Regions from separate parts of the Rattus norvegicus genome. Here region 2 is linked to region 1. A link is a contact called in public Hi-C data. All regions are on one chromosome and are shown on one strand. The core of a region is the stretch at or near the end of the contact, and the rest is flanking DNA. Distances in the headings are between cores, read along the strand shown.

Evidence for each region. Hi-C and Micro-C count contacts between places; a contact is called where the count stands out from the background.
Region 2: a Hi-C map of psoas muscle shows a contact between it and region 1, with 3 times the contacts expected there. The contact joins two enhancer-like sites. A contact is called at or near these places in 11 of 12 Hi-C or Micro-C datasets (the A7r5 cell line, the Rat2 cell line, Schwann cells and 6 more) and 1 of 1 datasets of contacts at active chromatin or transcription factors (oligodendrocytes).

Annotation. Positions count from the first base shown.
Region 1 is chr10:11,531,224-11,533,923 of GRCr8, forward strand. No RefSeq gene overlaps it. Among named protein-coding and RNA genes, the nearest start is that of Srl, 7.9 kb to the right of the region's middle. Within about 2 kb of position 1,383, at least 2 of the 93 cell types and tissues checked have an H3K27ac peak or open chromatin away from gene starts, as enhancers often do.
Region 2 is chr10:11,564,123-11,566,822 of GRCr8, forward strand. Srl (sarcalumenin) reads left to right here. Exons shown (of 7, transcript NM_001371633.1): 2 at 1,953-2,700. Among named protein-coding and RNA genes, the nearest start is that of Srl, 25 kb to the left of the region's middle. Within about 2 kb of position 1,314, at least 4 of the 93 cell types and tissues checked have an H3K27ac peak or open chromatin away from gene starts, as enhancers often do.

The sequences.
Region 1 (2,700 bases), core at 133-2,632:
GGTGGGAATTTGACTTTTTAAAAAAAAAAGATTTATTTATTATATGTAAGTACATTGTAGCTGTCTTCAGACACACCAGAAGAGGGCATCAGATCCCATTACAGATGGTTGTGAGCCACCATGTGGTTGCTGGGAATTGAACTCAGGACCTCTGGAAGAGCAGTCAGTGCGCTTAACTGCTGAGCCATCTCTCCAGCTGAATTTGATGTCTTCTAAGATTGATGATCTGTAGTTACCAAGACCGATAGGATTGTCCTTTTAGTAAGTGCTAGTAGTAGCTCTTACTTAGTAGCTCTTAGTTGTAGCTCACACTTGTACTCTCAGTATTCAGGAGACTGGGGCAGGAATATTGCTAGAATAAGTTTGAGGCAACTTGGACTACATAGTAAGGTTTTAAGCGGGGCTGAGATACAGTATGAGACAGATGCTCCCCCCTAACTCCCACCCCCAACCCCGTGACAGGATCACTCTGTCTTCCTAACTATTCTGGAGCTCACCAGGCTGGTCTTGAACTCACAGAGATTCACCTGTCTCTTGAGTGCCAGGATTACAGGTGTACTCCACCATACTCAATGAGAGACTCTTAAAAAAAAAATCCCCAAGTTTGGATGAGGTAGCTTAGTGGGTAAAAGTGTTACACGAAGCCTGATGACCTCAGTTCAGTCCTCAGGACTCATGGTGAAAGGAGAGAACTGACTCACCAAAGTTGTTCACTGTCCTCCACACTTGTGCCATGGCGTAGTAAAAGATGCCAAAACTGGGCAGGGTGGCTTCCACTTACACTCTCAGGATGTGGGTGTGGAGATGGGAGGACCAGGAGTCAAAGGCTACTCATGACAACATCGTTTGAGACTAGCCCGGGATACTTGAGACCCTATTCCCCCACCCTCACCCCATGCCCCTGGCATCCCCCCACCCTTGGAATGTGGAACAGATGCAAAGTCAAATGCTGCCTAAGTTAAGGTCTGACAGTTTCCTGGGTCCTTGAGGAATGTTTGAGCCTCAGAGCCTACCAAGTCAGCTGCCCAGGATAGACCAAGCTACAGACACTGTGGCAGGAACCATAACATTCCGGCCCTCAGCTTGCTGGGCCGTGTGGCCTTTCACATTGTCTCCACACCCTGCTTCTGCCACCACTGTTCTTCACCCTAGGTGTTAAGTTAGTGTGCCGCAGTCATGACCCATATTCTTTTTTCTTTTGGGTGGGGTGGGGTGGGGTAGGGTTTGATACGGGATTTCTCTGTGTAGCCCTGGCTGTCTTGGAACTCACTCTGTAGTACAGGCTGTCCCCAAACTCCTGAGAGCTTTAGGTGTGCACCACTACCCTGCCCAGCATGACCTGTGCTCTTAACAAGTATGTGGGTTAAAATTAAATGAAAGGAGCCAGTGTGGTGTTACATGGCTAATCTCAGTACTTGGGAAGCCAAAGCAAGAGAATCTTGATCAGCCTAGGCAACATGACAAGACCGTTTCAGTTACAGACAGACAGCAGGGAGGCTTGGTATGACACATGCTTGTAACGGCAACCCTTGGGAGATAGACTCAGTAGAATCGGGAGTTTAAGGCTAGCCCCAGGTACACAATGAGTTTAGAGCAGCCTGGACTACCTGAGATCTCAAAGTGTTTTTTGTTTTTGTTTTTGTTTTTGTTTTTTTAAAATAGCAATTCTGTAAAGTTCCTAACTCATTTAACAACCAAGGAGACAGGTTCTACCTGCTATCTTGTGTGCATCTTCAATCCCCGTTCTAGGCATTTTCACCATTAGCAAAGTGGCAGTTTCATCACGAGACCACTTTAGGAAGAGCAGCTGTGTGAAAGTGAAGAGAAAAAAAGGGGGGCAGAGAAGGAAACCCTTGTTGAGGGAACCGAGGCCGCGTGTTTGTAAAAGTTTAATTTCCTTAGTCCTCAGCTTCCCAAAAGCCTATACTGCTGTGACTCGACCCTATTGTCATAACCAGCCTTTGTCCAAGGCTATCACTTGCCAGATTAACTTCTCACCACTCACCAACCCGATGTGTGTAGGATCACCGACCACCATACATGAGCCCAAGAAAAAGATTGTGGGTGGTGCTGGACATGGTAGCTCATAAAGTAGACCATCCAGGCCTGAGCTCAGGAGGATGGTTAGAGTTAGGGTTCTGTATTCATCAGCTACCCATAGTATAGCAAAACCTGACACTGGTTACTGAAGGAACTGCCTTTGTTACTTTTCTATTGCTGTGATAACATACCATGACCATGGCACAGAAGGATGAGAGTTCATCCTGGTGGGGAAGCATAGCAACAGGCAGCAGGTGAGGTGGCTGGAGCAGAGGCTGAGAGCTTACATCTTGAACCATAATAAGCTCAGAAAAAGAGATTGAACTGGGAATGGCATGTGACTTTTTTTTTTTTCCAGAGCTGGGGACTGAACCCAGGGCCTTGCGCTTCCTAGGCAAGCGCTCTACCACTGAGCTAAATCCCCAACCCCAGCATGTGACTTTTAAACCTCCAAGCTGGCTACCATTGCCTGATTCTTCAAGGCCACACTTCTTCATCCTTCTCAAACAGTGCCACCAACTGGGACCAAGTATTCAAATACCAGAGACTATAAGAGACATCACATGCAAACTACCTCAGAGGTAAAGAAAGGTTTGTTTTGGCTTATGGTTCTGGAAATTTATGGTCCATGGGTATCTGGTGAGGGTAGCTTGTCATGGT
Region 2 (2,700 bases), core at 64-2,563, 33 kb after region 1:
CCAAAAGTCCTCAGTCTGTTATTAGCTATGTGACACCGGAAGGACCCAGAATGTTAATCTCAGCTATAAAAGAGACATAAGTAATACTTGTTTACCAGAAGCAGGTCACTCTAAGTCTTATGTGAGACCGAGATGTTTCCTATTGCCTGGCGTGGTAAATAATTATGACTGTTTCTCCCACATATTTATACATCTTGCTGCCCAGAGGACTGTCAGTCTCCTTAGGTTAAACCAAATTCCTGCCACAGATTCTTCTCAGGGACTAGGGAGCTAGAAACGCAGGGGAAGGAGTTGGGGCAAGTGATGTTTAACTCCCCCTGCTGTGACCAAGGGACTGGGAATTCTTACTGGTACCTACATGTAAATGCAGACTTCTTCTAGAACTTCCTCTAGGGCACCCGAGGGTCATACACACTGGGAACACACAATTAAAACGCAAATTCTCCTACCCAGGAGCCAGGTTCATAATCCTGGAAAGGGAATAAACATAGCAGGGGCTGGGTTCCCGTCAGAAGGTTCCTGTATCCCCTGAATACATCATGGACCAGGAGTTGGCATCTCTGTGTTCTGGTCACCTTCTAGTCACATGGTGACCGTGTATGTGTCTGTGGCAAAGCAAAGACCATCACCAATTTAGGTTTAGAATCTTCCAGACAGGATGAGTGAGCTCATGAATGGCCACGTACACTCGCGTGCTTGGGGTAAAGTTTTACACATTTTTATATAGGGCTCCTCTATAATAAGTGCCCCAGAGCTTCCCATCCTTCAGAGGCTGGCACAGGTTGGCTAATCATGGGAGCTAATGAGTAAACAGCCATCCCTGAAGGCTGGAGAGTGCCCCTGCCTTTTGAGAGCTGGTAAGGACTGAGGCACCTAGAGATGAAGAGTTTTTACCTCAGTGAAGGAGGCCCTGCACGCACTAGGCTTAGTCTAAGAGGGGGTGCCTTTGCCAGCACAGAGGTGGAGAGAGAGGTCTTAGCCACACTGAAGCGAGGAGCCCACATCCCACCCTATTCCCGTGGGGTTGCAGTTTTCTCTGCAGGCCTCCTCTTTAAGCAGATCCCAGTTTGGGAGAGAAGATCAGAAGGGCTAGGCCCAAGCTTTGCTTCGTACCCCATTTTCCAAAAATATCCGTCTTGACCCTCGGTGGCCGTCTCTGTCGTGGACTGGGCCCCTGTTGTTCTGTTCTCCCTGTGCCCTCTGCACTGTGGGTACAGTTGCAGGACCTTAGAAGGGGATCCCCTCAGAAGGGGTTGGCTGAGGCCACTAGGAAGCCCAGGCCCTGCCCACTTGGGATGCCTCCTCCTCAGGCCCTGTTTCCTCTAATCTGAGGCAGGGAGGCCAGCAAATGCCTGCCCTTAAGGGGACAGGGTTAGATGTGTGACTTGACAAAGCTGAGAGCCACAAGTAATCCCCTAAGTACTCTGCCTTGTAACCTAAGATTATCTGGTCTACGAGCACCTGTTTTCACTCCTTCGCCGATAGTAGTATAAAAAGCTTGCTGGTTAATGACTCTAGGAACTGACAGGGAATGGAATGAACTCACATTTGTCCCATCTTGGAATATCTCCTCAGGAGCCAGGTGGCACGTGCCACGCCTGCTCCAAGGTTGAGGAAGGGCTGGAAGGGCTCACCCAAGTTTCTCTCCATATATAGTCATTAGGACCCAGGGGGGAAGACTTGAAGGTCAGGGTCACTTGGCAGCTCTTGGGTTACTACAGAAACTAACACCCTTAGTGGTGGACGGCAGGTCAATCCTTTACGCCCTACTCTGGAGACCCTACAGGCATGGAGGGAGGCAGGTGATCCAGAGGACCCGAGTTGGGAGGCCTAACACTGGACAACCAGGCACATATGGCGCTTCCTGCAGCGGGAGCTAGATTGACGTAGACTCTTGAGAAACAGGGCGGTGCCAACCCTGTGAACTGACCAATCATGTTCTAACCATTTAGAACTGCAAGTCTCTGCTTCGGGTGGCACGGAAGATGTTGGCAATTTGTTGGAGAATCATTTCTCTGCTGGAGACGCAAGTCTAGAGGAGAAAGAAAGGGCGCTTTATGCAGATGCGGCCCCTGGAGACAAGAACCTACTCCTTCACTACCCAGACGGCAGGGAGGCTGAGAGCTTCGAGCAGCCTCCTGCAGGGGCCCCTTCCACTGCCAACGGCCAGGGCTCCGAATCCGAAGCTAGCCTGTCCAATTCCTCAGCTGCAGAGTCAGCTCCACCCGGGGATGTCGAAGGGCCCGGGGAGGAAGAGGAGGGCCCACATGCAGCAGGCACCCTTCCTCCGGGAGGGGCTGAGGGGCCAGAAGAGAGGCCAGAGTTCAGTTCTGGAGAGGAAGCAGGACAGGAGGAGGCTGGGGTGGGGCTCCCCACAGAGGGGGCTGCGAATATGGAGGCAGAAGCACAAGAGGAATTGCAGGGGCGCTTAGGAGATGGGCCTATGGAAGAAGCAGCAGCCGGGGCAGCAGAGCCTGTAGCTCCCCAGTCCACAGAGGGTGAAGAGGCAGAAGGTGAGGGCAGCATAGGCTCTGATCACCAATCCACAGAGCTAGATGGAGCCCAGGATGCCATACCCGCTGGAGAGGACTCAGACGCTGACGTGGCTGCCGAAGCCAGGGAGGAGGCAGAGGACCAGCCCGAGGACCACTCCCTGCCGTCAGAGGATGCCGCACCCCCAGGGCCTGATCACCAGCCCAC